Regions from separate parts of the Drosophila melanogaster genome. Here region 2 is linked to region 1. The links are chromatin contacts, called in public HiChIP or PLAC-seq maps. All regions are on one chromosome and are shown on one strand. Each heading gives the region's core, a stretch centred on a gene start, on an enhancer-like site or on the middle of the called end of the contact. The rest is flanking DNA. Distances are from core to core; before and after follow the strand shown.

Region 1 (6,214 bases), core at 2,632-5,131:
GGCCGCGTGTGTGCACACATTTTGACGGCAACATCGCACGGATATCTGCTGGCATCAATGCGCATATGGCGGACGGAAGACGAGAGTAAATTTTGGGGGGTATGAGGTAGGAGCGGATTAGGATGGTGTGAGGAAGGGAAAGGGGCAGGGGCAGGGGAAGGGAGCGGAAGGGGAGGAGCCAAAGGATGCTTCCTTTATGTTTAAAAGTCGCTGCGCGTAAAACGAAATTGACAAAATCGTATGAAAGTGGCTGAGGCGAAAAGGGGGAGTTTCTGGGTTACGTATGTATGCATGTACAATGGCAGTCACTTAAATTTAACTGTAACTGTTCCTTATGATAAGTAAGCAAGCTTATGCCACGCCAACATGCTATAGCGACCAAAAAAAAAAAAAATATTTCAAATATTCTTGGGCATTTCCGCGAGTTGGGGGTGTGATTGAGTGGCGTCTTAGGCCCGCCAAAGGAGGTGATACGACAGGAGGCGTGGCCGAGGGTTAGGGGATTCCAAAGTCCCCTAGTTGACATTGATTGCTCAGTATCCGTGAAACTCGAATAACGGTGGGCTGCTGTAAAAGCGTCAAATGGGGAGCAGAAAAATCAATGAGACCAAGAAAGGAAGCTAACGGCAAGCCGAAGCTCATATACCCTTCGAGTAATAAAATATAATTCCTATCGCAGTTACTTGATATGGTCTTCCTTAGAACCGACATTTTATGTTTTAATAAAACTGGTATACAGCAAGTTGTAATGGTTGACTAAGAAAGAGAAGCAGAGGTATAAATAATTCTCGACACTTGCGGGTGATTCGGGATCTCACTTTTCTACTATGTTAGGAATATTGGCGAAAGGAATCCTCGGGTGCCTTCGATTTTTCGGCGATGGGGTGGGTCGGATTGCCTTCCAAACCTGTTCACACTTTAATTTTTAGGATTCCTACGGAAACTCTATGATTTACGCCTGTAAATTCTTACGCCTGCAGGGGTTCATACCTGAAAGGAGCGGTCCATGGCCCTCAGGCTCATTAGAGGATTCAAGGCTATATCCGAAGACGCGGCACTAGCTCTGGCAGGCTTGTCCCCAATTGATCTGAAGATCAAGGCTCTCGGCCTAATGGGGGATGACGCACTGTGCTAATGCACTGCTCCATGTTTGCGGGGTGGAAAGGGAGCAGCTAAGAACGCTCTTAGGTTCGCCATGATGTCGAACAGCGAGGCATGGGAGCTGGGACACAGCCTAATCATTAATATGATGAAGCGAGTCCGATCAGACGAGATGGTCAAAAGAGTGGGTGGCTCTGCCCAAACAGGTATCCTGTGTGGTGGCGGGTGAAGAATACTACCTCAGCGTTCCCGGCTTGTCGTAAAAGGCGATTAAAGGGTGGAAGGAGGAGTCATCATGGCCTACACTGAAGGAAGGGAGTGCGACCTGGCCACACATCCTACTCATCGAAGTCATACCTGGACTGGCAATCTCGGTGAGCGTACAAGGACTAAAGAGCACACGGAAGTTTTTGATTGAGTACGTAGGCATAATACCACAGGGGCATTATGAATCGTGCATGCCACCTGCGGACCTAACGTCCGTGGTATCTTTATAAGATTTTAATATTCCTACCGTAAGTCGAATAATAAATGATAATAATAATATGATAGCAGAATTATTGACAAATAGTTTGTCAAAAGTAAACCATTTTAAATGTATTGTATTGCTCGGATTAAAATAATTGTATACATATGTATTAGAGGACTGCATAACACCATTCAAACCATTCAAAACAACAGTCGTGCTGAAATGAACAAAGTGAATTCGGCTCGTTTCGCAAATGATCGTCCATTTATACGCGATCGTTGCCGACTTCAATTCATTCAATTCGATCGGCACATTCTGAAACGAACGAAGTGAAGTCCGAGTAAAGTGAATGGGTGATTCGAATGTCTTGTCTGCGTATGTGCACATACGCACATACTATGTGCGTGTTAGTTTCAATAAAAGACAGTTATGGCTGAGTTAGTGTTTTTATATTATTATTTAATTTTACTTAAATGATTATACATTATATTCTTATTTTATAAATAAACTAATTTTTAATTTTCAATATTATTATGAAGAAACATTATTTTATTAATATTCTCTGAATTTAGAGAGATGGCAGAACGTTTGTCTGTTATTAAATTTCGAACGTCTGAAAATGCTCTTTCAGAGGCAGCGCTTTTTCCTGGTATGCAAAAAATGTTGCAACTGGTTTTATATAAGTTTGGGAACATATTTTTATGATCGTTCCACCAAGCCTCGATAAACAATAGGTCGCCTGACGTTAGCTATACGAACGATTCTAATATTTTTATTACTATTCTATTTTAAATATTTGTAATTGACAACACATGGACAGTTTGACAATATCGTTAAATAATTTATGTATATATGCATTTTTGACAAATGCTACAATATTATTAAATAAGACGCACACGCACATAATAATACACATAAACATAATAAAACACAAAATTTGACTTACCTGCGAGCTGTACGAACTCATTTTACCCAATGACAACATTCATTGAATTCAGAGTACTCTGAATTACCATTGAAAATTCATTCGCTTCATTCATTCTTTGAACACATTTAGTTAGTTCATTTCGATCGGACGCCTAAAAGTCCGAATACATACGAAGTGAACGCAAAGAGAACGGGTCCAACTGAATGGCATGTATTCTAAATACGCAGTAAAACGAATGAATACTCTAATTGCAAAAGAAAGGGAATGGTGTTATGCACAGCTCTCTAATACATATAAGCATTGAGGAGGAGTGTTGATTTGGCAATAAAAAATGTATATGAAAGGAAAAAAACTTCCTTGCAACTCTGTTTAAGTTACATACGAACATACTATGAAATAAACTCAGTCTCTCTCAAGCAACCAAACGTTGTGGTCTTCTTTATAATCCAACAAATACTTACATGGAATCTCACTAAAATTTGCGATACTAATATAAATGTCAAAAAATATCAAAACATTTTTTAAAAGTGCCGGCGTGGCAGCTTAGTGCGGTTTGTGAGCGTTAGAGTGGGAGTGGTAACACTGGGCTTGCGCTGCGTCTTTTTGACTCTAGAATCTGTATGTTGAATCTCAACCTTCTAGTTCCTGAAATCTCGACGTTCATACGGACATCCTGATCAAGATATATATACTTCCTTCCTGCCTTTTACATACTTTTCAACGAATCTAATACCCTTTTACTATACAAGTATCGGTTATAAAAACAACGTCGTTCTAATGCGCGCTCTTCTTGGTACTGGGCAAGCAGCACTCCAAAAATGGAGATGGAGGCTGGGCAGGGCCCGACTGCAGACCGGATCCTGCGTGTGGCGTCATGGCGGACGCGAATGTCAGGCTCCGCAGGCTGGAGGCTATAAGGACCCCGCAGCCCGACCGCTTGGCAGCACGGAGGGAATATGACGACGCCTAAACGCTCCGGATCCGGATGCAGCAGCGACCGGCCATGCACGTGACCCTTCAACGGGCAAGGGACCAGGCGCAAAAATAGAGAGGCAGAGGCAGGAAGAACTGCAGAGGACGGAAGCGAAGGACCGCGCGTCCTGAAGAAAGGTGGCCTGGCAGTGTAACGTGTATCGAAATAAATTGATGGAAGGCAAGGGAACCTGTACTGGTGGGTGCACGCTTTAGCTAGACACTATAATAATCCTAAGTAGGATAACAAAAGGGTAAAACAGCGACCTACCGAAGTTGATAGTTTGCGAAAGCCTCTCGAAGCCTCGTACATTGACAAAGGTATGCCTGCCGAACACGCCAACACTCTAAGCACTAGAGAGGCGATCGACACGATGATCACAAAAACTGAACTTAACAATTTTCAGGCAAGCCTGGAAGTATGCATTAAATCACCAGGGTTCTAGCCAAGACTTGAACCATGGGATAGTTTAAGCTTTAAGCTCAACAACAACTGTTTGTGCGACCGCGTGGCTGCTGGGTAGCGGAGCCCCATCTCGAATAAATTTACAGTCATTTTTTTTTATTGAAATTGTTTAGGTTTCACAATGATTTCACTGATTGATTGGGGGGTCACTATTTACTGTATGTGCCAGTATTCTGGACTTGTCTATGGGCTATTGCGGCGAAAACTAATTTCACCTTTTCAAGTTGTTCAGCTGCGTGTGTTGCCGAGCACAATTGATCTTCTTTTTTTTTAAAAACGAAATTATTTAATTTAATTGACTAGCGTACTATTACCCTTCTTAGGCAACTTAGTCTAATCGGTATTAACATTAACGATTCTTAATATTTAAGTTATTTACAAAGATGAGTAAGAGCATTAGAGAAATGGAATGTTTAGGCAGTATTATTTAGAAGATTTTAATTAAGTAGGATTTTTGTCAAGGCCCGGTCAGTCAGGTCTTGGGGGTGGTGGAGTTTCAATCTTCTTCTCGTACTTGTCCGATGGCTTTACTTAGTCGTCTAGTTAGACTATTAGGATGAGATTCTAGTCTGTCATTGTAGTTTTTCGCTATTTCCTAAATCCTGTCTCCAATTTTTGTCACATTCAGATCACGTTCGATATCTCTGGTCCTCATGTACCAAGGAGCGCCTGTGATCTTCCTTCGAGTTTTTGCCTAAAGAACCCGAATTTTATTCAGGTGCGTTTTGGCAGCGATTCCATACACCTGTATGGTATATAATAGACCAGAAGCTAATATGATCTTGATGATTTTAACTTTTTTGACGAGGGAAAGCTTTTTGCGGACAGCAATTAACCAGGACATTTTAGAAACCTTATTTTTAAAGGACTGCTCTATCGCCGTGACATGATTTCCGTGATTTCCATGATTTTACTTCTATCTAAAATCACTCCAAGATACTAGTATGATGTGGTCAAGCACTCTTTCTTTAAGTGAGACACAATGGCAACTACCTATGCGCTTTGTGAAGGTGACGCTTGCACATTTATCAGCATGAATGCAAATGTTCAACAACTCTGCCCAATTCTGGAATGCGTCCAAGTACTCTTGCAGTGCGTCCGAGGCCTCGATAATGCTGTCATCTTTAAGCTCAAAGAAGCTGGGGTCGGAAAAATCGAATTTTTGAAATTTGAAAGCTGGAATCGTTTGCCCATTTTTTGCCCACCAATTAGTTTTTTTTGCCCACGTCCAGTTTTTGAGATATGAATTTTCGAAAAAGTTCGAAAATTTTCGAAAATCAAAAATTTCGCTTTTTTCAAATTTTTTTTTTTTTAAATCGCAATAACATCGTTTGCCCACGTTTGCCCACCCTTTAGAATTTTGAAAAAATGTATACTTTAGAAAATATAAGGCTTTTAAGTTTACCTCGGTCTAATCAGAGAGTAAATCGTTTGCCCATCTCTTAAAACCAAATATTATCACCCTTTAAAAAGGGTGGGCAAACGAAATAATTTATTTTTAAAGGGTGGGCAAACGAAATAATTTATTTAAAAAGGGTGGGCAAACGAAATAATTTATTTTTAAAGGGTGGGCAAACGAAATAATTTATTTTTAAAGGGTGGGCAAACGTTAAAAATGAATTTTAAAGGATGGGCAAACGAAATTATTTAGTTTTAAAAGGTGGGCAATCGAAATTATTTAGTTTTAAGAGTGGGCAAACGAAAAAAACAAATTTTAAAGGGTGGGCAACCGAAATTGGGTATATTTTAAATGTGGGCAATCGAAAAAAAATTTTTGTTAAAGGTTTTTTAAAGGGTGGGCAAACGATAAAAACTAATAATAATGGTTGGGCAAACGTTTTTTGTTGATAATATTTGGTTTTAAGAGATGGGCAAACGATTTACTCTCTGATTAGACCGAGGTAAACTTAAAAGCCTTATATTTTCTAAAGTATAAATTTTTTCAAAATTCGAAAGGGTGGGCAAACGTGGGCAAACGATGTTATTGCGATTTAAAAAAAAAAAAATTTGAAAAAAGCGAAATTTTTGATTTTCGAAAATTTTCGAACTTTTTCGAAAATTCATATCTCAAAAACTGGACGTGGGCAAAAAAAACTAATTGGTGGGCAAACATGGGCAAAAAATGGGCAAACGATTCCAGCTTTCAAATTTCAAAAATTCGATTTTTCCGACCCCAGCTTCTTTGAGCTTCATCTTTACGATCTAATCCAGTGACTGCTGTCTGGGTGGGCATGTCCGCGGAGAAGATGGAGTATAGAGTAGGGCCTAACACACTTCC
Region 2 (6,214 bases), core at 1,440-3,939, 89 kb before region 1:
TTGAGCCCAAAGCCATGGAGTAATGAAACGAAAGCTGAGATGATGAAAAAATATCAGAAGGACTTACGCCTGACCAAAAACTGCAATTTATGTGATTACAACGTATAGGCAGTATGTGGGCCAACACGGCACACCAGGCCGAAAAATTCGCCAGAAATTCGGAAAGAGAATCCATAACAATGCAGTTTATCAAAACAGATGCAGCAAGGACGAAAGGACACAGACAGCTACAGCTACATAGGTGTGTGTGTGTGTGTGCACATTGGCTTGTGTGTGTGCGTGCAAGAGAGAATTTGGGTTATCCTCTCGAACACAACGACAACTACATTTTGGGGCCACTCTCACCTGGGCTATGCTGCTGTGCCAATAAAATTAAAATATTTTTGACATAAATCAAACTCCAAATTGGGCCAAGCGAAAACAAATGAGTTGACAATAAACGACTGTCCAGACACTTGGTCATACATACCCTGGACCAGCCGTGGGAATATGAGATTTCTGGCCATCATTTGATTAAATTCTGCCGTGTCTTTAAAGACATTTTCTTGAATAATATATCAGTGTACATTTTGAATGGTTATATAACGAAGTTACTTCTTTTTTTTCTGATCTCACTATATTTATTTTACTATATTTTACTATACACTTGAAAACATTATGAAACATAAATTTAATCGTTTATAATTATATGTAGCAAAAATAATGATCGCAATACGGTATTTCAAAGTGACTTGCCCATCTATATTTTTTGTTTAGAAAGCATTTTTAAAGTTACACACCAAATGCTGTAGATGCGCTGTCTTTTTATTTTAACATTGCTTTTCCCCAAATCAACACAATGGGCAATTTATAGTTGAGCTGCCTGCAAATGCAGCCTGTCTTGCTATGGAAGAAATTGCATTTCATTGTTGATTTGGATATTTCTCTAATGGTCATTGGTCTGTCCGAAGTTTGCTGGCGATGCGTGCAACTTACATTGAAAGAAATTTTTTTCGTAATGAACATTTGTCAACAATAAAAATATATTTCTAGAAAACTTATTCGGAAGTCGTTTGGAATTTGTAAACGAATATTTAATGATCGTGTTCTTATCAATTTTACTGAATTCGTAGGGCTGGAATCTGGAATCTAGCCCGAATGCTGGCCACTTTTTCGGCCAGTGTAGGCATTAGCTGTCGGCTTGAATGGCCGTCTGGTCGGTCCGTTCCGTTTCGTTCCGTTCCTCTGTCCCTGACACCCTGACAGTTGCTGGCTCGCTGGAAATTGAAAATTGATATGGCATTGCTTGTGGGTTGCCCCCATCCGCCCATCGGTTCGTCCGCCCATCGGTTCGTCCGCCCATCGGTTCGTCCGCTCTTCAGCCCCGTCAGTTTTCGTCGCCCCACGATTTCCCCCCTTAATTTTGCACGCCCCTCCCCTCCTCACCGAATCGTTGGCTGTTATCGTCAGGCGTCTGTGTCGCGTTTTTAAAACATTACCATGCACTTATAGTCGGAGCAGCATCTGAAGCATCAGAAGCCCTAAACGAGCGCAAATAGTAATGACAATGCCGCACAGTGGGATCAATTGCAGTGCAAGTGCGCACTTTAATGTCCTCGAGTGTGTGTGGATGTAACCGTTTGTGCTCGATAATCCCTGCGGTGCTTGCGGTTTTGTTCCAGATGCCATATCGAATGTTTGTGAAAGCTGAAAAATTGAGCAAAATACTGGACGAACCTGATACATTTCCTGGGTGCTTATGTCGGCAATTGGGTCAAGCACATAATGGATATTTTAAAAACAAGATTACTCGTCAAGGGCATTGAATGCGCTTTAATATAAAGTAACTAACTTCATAATGGCGTACAAATGAGATATTTAGTGAGTCCCAAAGTTAAGGGCGAAATAATTTAAGGATTTTCAAAAAGTCTGTCCGTAAAAGTCCACCGTACAGTGTTTGCGCTCTATGCGCACTCTAAACTGCAGTTGCAGTTGCAGCCCTGCCATCAAACATGTACAACTCTTTCCGTTTCCGCTCTGCATAAGTGTGTGTGTGTGTGTGTGTGTATGTGGATGGCGGGCTGGCATATGTGTGAGTGGGCCTCCATATATTTTGCCGGAGTCTGTGTGTAATTTTACTTTTTCCGACTGCAGCGACTGCTGCTGCTTCATCTGACATGATTTCCGCATGTCGTTTGAGTTTTTCTTGCCGCCGAATTTTTCTTCGTTTGCTTGATTTTCTTTTTTTTTTTCCGCCTTCTGCTATGGCTCGCTTTTTATGTATGAATGAATAATAATAATAGGGAAACACTATTTCAAGTGCACAGCTTTTGATTTGAGGCATTGTCTTCGAAATGATTTCTACAAATGCTAAAATTTTTTATTGGCTTGAACAAGTTTTTTTCCCCCTTTTTGATTGACAACTCCAACGTACAGCTCCTATTATTGTGACCACTGCTATGCGAATAAGTTAGACTCTATTTTTTCGGGTGCTCGTGTGCTCAATTTCAAACAAAAAACGCCAGTTTATGTTGATGTGTGCATGCTTTTCCTGTCGCGCTGCTGCTGCTGCCGCTGCCATTGATATCGCTGACGAAATTGAGAATTATTATGTTTAAACGTGTGTGGCATCGCCGCCATTCGGGCCTTAGCGTTGCCGCCGCGTTTCCCTGCCTTTTCCCGGCTCCCCTCCTTCACGACCTTTCCCGCGACATTCCTCTCATTCCTCGCCGAAATTCGTCGGGTGACATGCGAGTTGGCATTGCATGTGCTGCTGCCTTCTGTTGCAGACTTTGCGGCGCTTTCTTCAAATTAGATTGCCTTGTGATGACTTTAATGCAAAGCCCACTCACAGACACCCGCACACCATACATACCCACACACATGCAAACAGCGAGCTGTCAGCCACAGTTAAACCTATACAAACACAAATGGCAGGCCAGGAAATGGAGTAGAACTTTATTTATTAAATAAAAGCTGATGCCTTGCCTTGCCCAGCTAGAGCTTGACTTTTTCTAAGCTGATAATGTTCTAATACAGCTAATACAGTTTTTTAAATTGCGAAAAACCAATGCTATACTCTTCACTCGAAGAGTAGAGTTAACCTAGATCCCTTGAAAGAGCGCGGAGTAAGCGAAAAGAAATGCATCCAACACAGTAGTTCGATTTGCTGCTTGTTGTATATCTCAACTTTCTTTGCATTTTGAGTAACGCGTATCTAATAGTCGCGGTACTTGACTCTAAAACTTCATTGTGTGGATATATTGCCGTTATGTCAAGTATAATAATTGAATTGAATCAAAACATCACGTGGTACCATTTGAATACAAACATGTTATCAAATTCAATAGCGAAACTAAAGGTTAAAGGGCAAAGTATTTCTATCGAAAAAAAAAAACGCGATCTCAGTCTGACGAATATGACGTAAAAGAATATGTATTCTGATTTTCATTTCTTCTTTCATTAAAGTACAGCGTACACACGGTGTATTTCTGTGCCAATCAATAATAATCGTTTTGGGATCCCATGCCCCTTAACTAATTAATTAATTAATTTAATTAAATAAGCATCGAGCCCTGTTTTCCATAGATCGTGGTCTTACCTCTGCGATTGCATAGGCTGCAGTTAAAGCTGCTACAGGGCAATCAATAGAAAATGGCAACAATTCTGGCTCGCAGGACGAGACAAAAGTCAATGCCATGTCCGTGCGGCTATGAGGCACTACGGCAGCATAGATGCGATGTATGTACGTGTAGTGGTGCGGCTGTGTATCGCACAAAAGGGTCTTTGTTGAGCGCACACAGATGCACAGTAGTTACACACAGATACTCGTACTGGTAAATACAGGGCGCCTCTGACTTGCTGCCAAAGGCTAATGAAGGCAGAGGGAGCCGGAATGGGGCCCTGAATTTAGAGGAGGACATGCCAGGATGCACTTGCCACTTGGCAGTGCACAGCTCCAGTTGCTGCTGCTCATATGCCTAGGCCATGTTGACATCAAACAAACAAACAAACAAGCAGACAAACAAATACACAGCAACACAGAAATACACATAAACACAAATAGAGAGGCCGGCAAAAGAGCACAGAAAACGGAAAACTGGAAAAAAACAAACCGAATAAAATTTGTATAAACTGATCCGAACTCAGATTTGTGCAAGTCCGAAATGGAAAACTCGTGTTCGGATGTTCAAAACTTTCATTTCGAAATAGGCAAATGGTTCGTATCCCCCAAGTTGAAGTGAGTTCGCAAATGAACTTCTAAGTCAACTTGAGCCGAGAAATGTGCAAGGAGTGCGCGTTGATTAATCTATGCTTAAGTTTTTCTCCAGTGAAAACTACATTAAGCTAAGAGACGCTGCTTAAAAATGTTCTTGTATCTAAATCGAAATATTTAAAGCCGTAATATACTTACTATAAAATTAGTGCGATGGTGAATATGATTTTAACCAAAGCTTAGGTTTTATTCGAATATATTTTTGAAAGTTAGGCTGCAATTGAAGCATTTGAAAAAAGCTTATTTCTGTTGGTCCTGCCAACTCCGTCTGAATTTCCCCCCCAATTTTCCATTTCGCATTTCACCGGAGGCGAGAGGAAATATTAATTATGCCAGATGCAGCTGCTGCCGCCGGAGTAGCTGGGGATTCCCGTCTGCGGATATTGCATCTATCCCTGCCCCCAAAAACTTGCGGATCCTGCCGTTGAGCGGGCTAATCAGAAATCATGGAAGATAGTCCGGAATCCTCGGCATTTTCCCGCATCAAACAGCCGGTCTCTCTCACTCTCTCACTCTCTCTCTCTCTCTCTCTCTCTGTCTCTTTGAAGCCATTACGATATTTATGTAAATTTATTGAGCAACAAGCAGATTTCAATTAAAACGCAATGCCGACGGATTTAATAAAGGCGTATACGAAAAGGGGGAGTGGCTGGCGACAGGCAAAATAACTTTAAATTAATTAAAAACGCGCCGGGCAAAAATGTTTTAAGCTTGCGATGGCAACAAACGCGGGCGTCAAGGAGTTTTTGCGGCAATCTCAAAAGGGGGCTGGGAAAATTCAGCAGGACTGGGAAAATTGCAGCGGGAAACGCAGGGGACTGGCTGAAATTACGGGAGAGAGGACAGCACACATCTTCGCTGGGGTAGCAGCTTCTACGGGCTGCCACGGCGCATCAATGTCGCGAAAATTAATTGAAACGAAGGCAGGAATTTTCGCAAGGACTTTTCCGAGGGTTTTCCGCGAGGCCGAAGCTGCCGCCGATGCGCGGAAAATTAAATAATGAAGATGCGTTCCCATGTCTCTGCCAGCGAGGATCCTCCGTTGGGCGAAAATAGTTTTAGGCGGGCGCATGGCAATGAAATGAAAATTTCAGTATTTCACCAGGAAAATGGAAACTGTACGATGTGTAAGCGAAATTTAAGGCACCGTTGAAAGCTTTTTCGTGGCGAAGAACGAGAATACGGTATTATTTGAGAGTTGAGCTAAGCTAATGTAAATTAATTAATTATAAATTTTAAATTAATAATAATAATGTTTGGTGATCTTGAGTACTATTGTACTTCCTCGATCCATTGTTACATAAGAAATCTCTTGTGCTCCACTGGCGAATGCAGACCTGATTTATACACTGGCACTGAATATTTATGTTGGTTTTTGGCCACTGACCAGTTGGGGAAAATGCGAAAGAGAGAGAGAGAGCGATGAGGGCTGCGAAAGAGACGGGTGGAAGGTGGAAGGTGGAAGGTGAAAGAAGAAGAGAGCTTAAGCCAAAACATTACCGCACGTCCGCAAAGCTCCGCTTCAGTTCAGTTCTTGTCCTCTGACCCCCGAAAAGTTGCAGCCAACAAATGAAATTAAGCAAATAAATTTTGAGGCGGATTAGTTGAGGGACAAACTGCTGAGGCGTGAGTGGGCGGGGTGCGGAAAATAGGGGGAAAACAGGGGGAAAACAGGGGGTAAGATGGCGAGGACAGAGGACAATGGTACGGGATAAAAACAACTGAAACGAACTGCGGAACGTTTTGCGGCTTAGCGAGTTATCAGGCAAGTCGTTTAGCCTTTCCTATGTTTTTTTTATATGGCACCCGGCTACCTTCTGCATTTTCCTCCGGCAGACCCAAGAAAATTGCACACGAAATTGGAGTTTTCGAGTTGAAAATTGGAAGTCGTGCGGAGTGGAAGACTACGCTCTCCCATCGAGGCAATTAAAATGTTGAGTCCTCGTCGTGGGCCAGGCC

Evidence for each region. HiChIP or PLAC-seq counts read pairs in DNA pulled down with a chosen protein or histone mark.
Region 2: a CP190 HiChIP or PLAC-seq map of the Kc167 cell line shows a contact between it and region 1, with 4 times the contacts expected there. The contact joins two enhancer-like sites. A contact is called at or near these places in 3 of 107 Hi-C or Micro-C datasets (the Kc167 cell line, the S2 cell line and wing imaginal disc) and 1 of 6 datasets of contacts at active chromatin or transcription factors (the Kc167 cell line).

Annotation. Positions count from the first base shown.
Region 1 is chrX:21,172,773-21,178,986 of dm6, reverse strand. No RefSeq gene overlaps it. Among named protein-coding and RNA genes, the nearest start is that of lncRNA:CR45506, 12 kb to the left of the region's middle. Within about 2 kb of position 3,881, at least 31 of the 39 cell types and tissues checked have an H3K27ac peak or open chromatin away from gene starts, as enhancers often do. A contact at or near this core is called in the Kc167 cell line, where this site is marked.
Region 2 is chrX:21,260,441-21,266,654 of dm6, reverse strand. All of the region lies in intron 2 of Mnr (Membrane-bound Notch regulator), which reads left to right. Among named protein-coding and RNA genes, the nearest start is that of CG1722, 12 kb to the right of the region's middle. Within about 2 kb of position 2,689, at least 13 of the 39 cell types and tissues checked have an H3K27ac peak or open chromatin away from gene starts, as enhancers often do. A contact at or near this core is called in the Kc167 cell line, where this site is marked.